Linked DNA regions of Oryctolagus cuniculus: region 1 is linked to region 2. A link is a contact called in public Hi-C data. All regions are on one chromosome and are shown on one strand. The core of a region is the stretch at or near the end of the contact, and the rest is flanking DNA. Distances in the headings are between cores, read along the strand shown.

Evidence for each region. Hi-C and Micro-C count contacts between places; a contact is called where the count stands out from the background.
Region 1: a contact with region 2 is called in a Hi-C map of an unstated tissue, with 2.8 times the contacts expected there. The contact joins the promoter of MAGT1 here to the promoter of PGK1 in region 2. A contact is called at or near these places in 2 of 6 Hi-C or Micro-C datasets (psoas muscle and an unstated tissue).

Annotation. Positions count from the first base shown.
Region 1 is chrX:72,166,533-72,169,920 of mOryCun1.1, forward strand. It overlaps MAGT1 (magnesium transporter 1), which reads left to right and starts at 1,782. Exons shown (of 10, transcript XM_008272956.4): 1 at 1,782-2,100. The coding sequence starts at 1,999.
Region 2 is chrX:71,943,223-71,946,585 of mOryCun1.1, forward strand. It overlaps PGK1 (phosphoglycerate kinase 1), which reads right to left and starts at 1,975. Exons shown (of 11, transcript XM_002720132.5): 1 at 1,728-1,975. The coding sequence starts at 1,792.

The DNA.
Region 1 (3,388 bases), core at 532-3,031, 220 kb after region 2:
CTAGCTTCCCATCAATTCAGGTGGTAGTTCAAGTAGCAGGATCCCTGCTACCAACATGGGAGAGCTGTATTGAGTTCCCGGATCATGGCTTGGGCACTCTGCCCAGTCTTGGGCATTGTGGACATTTGGGGACTGAACCAGGAAATAAGAGTACTCTCTACCTGCCTTTCAAAAAATACATGAATTTGGGGCCAGTGTCATGGCATAGCAGATAAAGCTACTGCCTGCAATGCCCGCATGAGCCCCAGTTCATATCCCAGCTGTTCCACTCTCTATCCAGCTCCCTGCTAATGGCCAGGGAAAAGCAGTGGAAGATTGCCCAATGCTTGGGCCCTGTTACCCACCTGGGAGACCCGGATTAAAGCTCCTGGCTCTTGGCTTCAGTCTAGTCCAACCCGGGCCATTGAGGCCATTTGAGGAGCAAAGCAGCAGATGGAAGACCTCTCCCTCTACCCCCTCCACCGTGACTCTGTTCTCCATCCCTATCAGTTTACCTTTTCCAAAATGTTATGTAATTGGATCAAACAGTCTAGCTGAGTGTACTACTATATTTTGCATTTTTTCTTATTATGAGTATACATAACCACTTTGTGCATTTTTTTCATATCTTAACTTCACATCTTCCCACTTCAGAAGCAGCTCTTTTTCTTTCCATAGTGTCATCCTGGTCTTGCCAACATGATGATTATTCTTTTCCTATGGGTATTTTCTTTCCAGCAGGGCCTAAGAGAATAGTCATATACTCAGTTGTGCACCATCAAAATAAATCCAAATTATGGGTAGACTGATTTTATTTTGCTATTTTTCCTTCTTGGACATATGATTATTTTGTAGTAAAAGCACCACAGTTTTTTTTTAAGATTTATTTATTTATTTATTTGAGAGGCAGAGTTATCGGGATGGGGAGAGGAGGTCTTCCATTCGCTGGTTCACTCCCCAAATGGTCGCAATGGCTGGAGCTCAGCTGATCTGAAGCCAGGAGCCAGGAGCTTCTTCCGAGTCTCCCACATGGGTGCAGGGGCCCAAAGACTTGGGCCATCTTCTACTGCTTTCCCAGGCCAAGCAGAGAGCTGGATTGGAAGTGGAGCAGCCAGGACTCAAACTGGTGCCCATATGGGATGCCGGCACTGCAGACTTTACCTGCTATGCCACAGCATCAGTCCCAAGATCATGCTTCTTTACAACCTTAGTTTTGCACCCCTCCTCAAAATAAAATAATAAGTAGAAGGCATTAGCTGTCTATAACCCTTAATTATGTCCTTGCTGGTACTTTAAGTAGTACATAACAGAGTTTAATTTTTAAAAATTGCCATAAATAATCAAAAAGTTTTGAAAATAAATTTTTGATGTCCTCTTTTTCCAGTGCTCCTAGCCCAACTCCTGGCACACAGACGGCATTCAATAAGCTCTTGTTCCTATATCGTTTTTAAAATCTCCTTTAGTGATATTAAGAATTTTGCTTTCCTACTTTTAGTGATTTTCATTTTGATTTAAAGTCTTTTCATGGGAGGATGAGGGACAAAGATAGCTGCTATCACTCACGTGGCTAGGTCTCATTTTTCTAAATATTATATGAAAGAGGCAGTTCTCAAGGACTTCTAAACGATTGTGAGAGAAAGATTCCGTTTTAGCAACCTCAAGCCATTTTGGACAGAAGAAAAAAAAAGCCGCAACGATTCAGAACTGCGCATGCGTTTTTTGAAGAGCCCAAGACACGACTTCCTTACGAAAATGCAAGGGGCGGCCCATTATCTTCAGCGGTCCAATAAAAAGCCTCCAGATTGTCCTTTTTCGATTGGCTAACCGGGACCAATTAGAAGTGAACTGTGTTTTAGCGGGCGGCTAGCAGTAGCGCGCTGTGACGTAATGTGAGGGGTCGCCAGGCAGGGCTGAGCTGAAGCAATCAGAAAAGGCAAGGGGCCGGTTTGCTGTTCTCACGCCCCACCTTCAGGCCCAGTCAGAGGAAAGTTTTCGCTGGCGAAAGGGAGAGCTACGAACATGGCAGCGCCTCGGTGGTTCTGGTGCGCCTCTGCGACCATGGCGGTGGCGCTGCTGCTCATTTACGAGGTTCCTTTGGCTTCTGCCCAAAGAAAGAAGGAGGTGAGGACGCGGTTTCCAGCAACAGGGGCTTTTCACAATCGCTGGGCTTGAGAGGATCTTTTTGCTCCTTCCCGCTCGCCCTTCCCCGCCAGTTTCTGTCCTTTGGTGGCTTCAGTTCCGCCGTCTGGGGAGTTGTTGGATTCGCGAGAGAAGGAACTGTAACTCCTTGTTTTCTGGGAATACAGTCTGAGAGTGGAGTCGGGGAGCAAGCTGGCTTCTATAGGCCTGTGAATGTACATCTATGAGTTTTGACACTACTGTGAGTTGGGGGCCACATCGAGTGTTGGCAGTGGGAGTTTGCTTTGAGGTCCAAGAGGCAGATTATGAGAAATTCTTTTCTGCTGTCAGCAAATTCAACTATGTATAAGAGCTGCCTATTCTGTAGCGTTTTCTCTTCTGGAGTGTGAGACTTAGACCAGAGTGAAATTATGCCAATTTGATTACATTGTCCAGATAATGATTTCAAAGCAATTTACTAGATCGAAAGCCCTTAAACCATTTTCAATCGTTTAACAAAAATCAAACGTGCTAGGCACTGTTCTAAATTGGGTGATGGACATAAATGAACAAAACTGAGATCCCTCCTTGTGATTTACAGGCTTTGCGGAGTGCAGGAAATAACAATATTCTTTACTCACCACTAAACGATCCAGGCAGAAAATTTTAACACTGTGTTTAACCTTCTAATTTTATGGGTGAAAAAAAAATACAAACCCTCAATTTGCTCACTTAATTACCGGCAGAGAAGGGGTAAAGCGCTAGGTCTGTTAGTCTAATACTATTTCCTGTGCGTTCTGTTTCCTCTAGTACCCGAGATCCATACACGTACCTTTAGAATACTGGTTAAACATTTCAAATGCTTGTCAACTTGAGCTGGATTCAGACAGAAAGTATGTTTCTGAGCGTTTGAACGATTCTTTAAGAAGAAAAAATAAGCAAGCTAAAACAACAGTCAGTATGTTATTAATTAGACTGGCAAAAGGAAAATAAAATATGTAGTTATTAAAAGTATGGTGAATGTATGCAGAACCATACATTGGAACTAGACATTGATGTGCTTTTGGAAGGAGAGTCCTAAACCATTCTTAAGTGGAAAACAAGCTGCAATGCAATATATAATTTTATATCAAGGAATTCTTTTATGTTTAAAAAAACACAAAAATCCCTATAAGTAAGTGTATATGTATGTAATATGTATAAAGAAACCTCTGTTAAGGACATAACAGTCCTTTAACAGTAGCTATTTCTGGGCAGTTGGGATTGTTAATGAGGGGTACATATTCACTTT
Region 2 (3,363 bases), core at 725-3,224:
TTTATTAGTTGCACAGGGAGAAAAGATAAGCACCTCCTCCAGTCCTATCCCCAAGAGAGCTGAGTTAATTCCTCAGACCACTTTCCCTGGAGAAAAGCAGACAAAGCTCAAGACTGCAATTCTAGGAAAGAAACCAGCACGATGCCCATCCTGTCTTTCAGCTGCTGCATGTATCTGGAAAGTCAGCATGGAACACAGTGGAGATAAAAGGAAATAATTCAAACTTAACAGTTAGCCCTACACCAATATCCATCCACCCTATTCTCCATTGGGCCTACTCCCTTTCTTTAGTATCACAGGAGGGTCAGAAAGGGCCCTTATCTAATACTAAAATGGCTGTGATTTCGACTTTGCCAAGACTGGAAGGGCCTATGTCATTTGGGGCAATGTGAACACCACGTGTTTCTCATGGATCTAAGCTATTGGGGTCTTGATAGCAAGGCAGAAAAGACCATCTATAAACCCATATTGGCCATAATAATTTTATAGGGAAAGAGAGCTATGTGAACTTTTTAGAGTATCTATACAATTCTCTTAAGTCTTAAGTACCCTCAAATGTTTAAAGCTAGGGGAGGGAGATCCTCACTTGCCTTATGTGTCTGCTAACATCCGTAAGTGCCCTCACTTGAACCTGCCCAAAATGGGAAAAGGGCTGGATCACACCATTCATCTGCCTGTCCATCAATCAACCACTTCTCGAAAAGGTCAGTGCTGCACAACACAATTAATCCAAGCCCCTGAAACCCTTCAAAAGCCCACTGTTGGAGGTAGCCAAGATATATCACGGGCTGGTGCTTTAGTAACCCACCTAACCATCCTCTTACACTTTGCTCCGGGCAAAGTTACAAAAAGAAGAAATGTAAAAATTTCATACATCACACTAGGAATTCTGGCATATAAGCGAGAAGCCATGTTGGTAAGTAACCTGGGATCCACATGTGCAGAGCAAGAGACCCCAAAGTGCATGAAAAGCCTTCCCCAATTCTAATACCCAACTCCTCTAGAACATGTAGTGTGAGGTTGGAGAACAGCAAATATGAGGAGCCACACCCTGCTCTCCCATTACCCAGCATGTGTCACAACTGTGATGCACACCTCGGGGCCTGGAGTCCTACAAGGTACGGCGACAGCGGCCTGTTACATAAGCTTTGCAAGGCCTCCTCTGGTACGCCCCTCCCCACCCTCCCACCCCCAATTCTTCAGAGGCGTTCTACTGAATATTTAAATCGGCATCCTCTGGGAAAGGTATCCCTTTGTGCAGGGACCTCTGAAATGGGAGCCATTTCTCTTTCGTCTGGGATGGTCTGGGGCCGTGGGGGAAGGGAAATTTTACCCAATGACCTTTCAAGGTCCCTTTCTTGGGGCCTACAGATTTGCGGGATAAGCATTAAGTCCCACCATGCCGACTAGGAGCTGGAGGCGACAGAATTGCATTTCAAGAATAAAAAAGAGAGCAAAACGAGTCCTGGCAATCAGAACCCTCACTCACTCAGTGGAATCCACGCCCAAAGAGTGACTACAGCCGCTTTCTCAGCGGGCAAAAATGCAGTTACAAACCTCAAATCCGTCCCAGCCACAACGGACAGCAGCCTCGCCCTGCAAGCCTAGCACCCCTGAGCCCCGGCTGAAGGCTACAAGCAACTTTGGGCAGCCAAGGGAAAAAGTCAGCCCTGGCCAGAAAGGCTGCGGCAGAGGCCGAGGGCGTGCGGGTACCAACGTGTTATTACCTCATCACGACTCGCTTCCCCTTCACGTCCAGCTTGTCCAGAGTCAGCTTGTTAGAAAGTGACATCTTGGCGACTGAGCAGAGGCGAGAGGCCGGGGTCTCAGGCAGCGGCGGGATGGGGATAAGAGAGCAGGCAACGTGCGATCAGGCCGGACGCGTGCAGCAGACTGGGAGCCGCGCCGCCCGGGACCGGGTCCACGACGTGCCCGAAGCCCCGCCTCCCGCCCGCCCCTTCCCGGCTGCTGTTCTGGGCGCGCCGAGCAGAGCAGCGGGTATTGGCCGCAGCCCGAAGGGGCGGATGCGATGCCATTGCTCCGAGGCTCTGTCTGTCTGCGAGGGCACTGGTGGGACGTGCAGTTTCCATTTGTCACGTCCGGCACGCAGCGACAGCAGGGAATCTTCCCGACTAGGGGTGGAGCTGCGGCGTTGTCGCGGGGCCCCGGAGGTGGTGCGGAAGGGGCCGAGTGGTGCCGAGGGGCGGGCGGAGAGTGTGCCAGGCCCGAGGCAGCGGCCTCTGCCACCGTCCCCGGAGCTGTGCTCAGAACAGCCGCAGCGCTGAGCAGGCCTATGACGCCATGGAATTCCAGGCAACCCTAACAGGATCAATGCAAATACCACCTCCGTATGGCTCCTCCAAATGGAATTGTGATACTAAGCCCTTATTTATTAATACAGACCTCTCAGAAGTCAGGAAAGATCCAGATCCCCCTGCCTTCCTCCTTTTGTTTAGAATGAAAAGCTCAATGTAATTGTTCCGGTTACTACGTGGTTAATGCTAGGGCAAACCCATATAGCATTTGTTCATGTATTAAGGAATGCAGTGCTCGTAAAACTTGCGATAAACTGTCATCCTGATTTTGCAGGCGAGCTAAGTGATGCACAAAGATTTAGCTCAGGGTCTCAGAATGTGTAATAGATTTCAAACCTAGACCATCCGGATCTAGGGTCCATAAACTAAACTGTATTTCAGACGCCACTGCTAGGAACTAGGTACTCTGTGTCCAGCATGCTTCCAGTCAGCTGGAATGAAGTAAATCGAATCTGAAGCAAAAATTCCCACACTTGGCATTTGAGGTCCAGATAAGTTTTATTGCAAGACACAATTTAAAATTACAAGGTGCACATCCATTTCTTTTGAGCCTGTCCCTGTTTATAATGGTAAACCTCACTAGGAAATAACTTCTTGGAGTTCCTTCTAAATGAGTCTACATTCGAGGCCCAGATGACCCTCCTGGCCTTCTCATGATCAATTGTGGGTATATCTAGCACTTTGTTCATTCCATCTGGGTTATCGTGGTAGTGGAAAGCCATTTTTTTTTCAAAGATGTTTTTATTTATTTGAGAGAGAGAGTTACGGATGGAGAGAGGGTGAGACGGAGAGAAAGGACATCCATCTGTTGGTTTACTCCCTAAATGGCTGACACGGCCAGAGCTGAGCTGATCTGAAGCCAGGAGCTTCTTCTGGGTCTCCCACATGTGTGCAGGGGCCCAAAGACTTGGGCCATGTTCCACTGCTTTCCCAGGTTATTAGCAGAGAGCTGGATCAGAAGTGGAGCAGCCCAGACATGAACCAGTACCTGTATGGGATGCTGGCACCACAGGCAGCAGCTTAGCCCACTACGCCACAGCACCTGCCA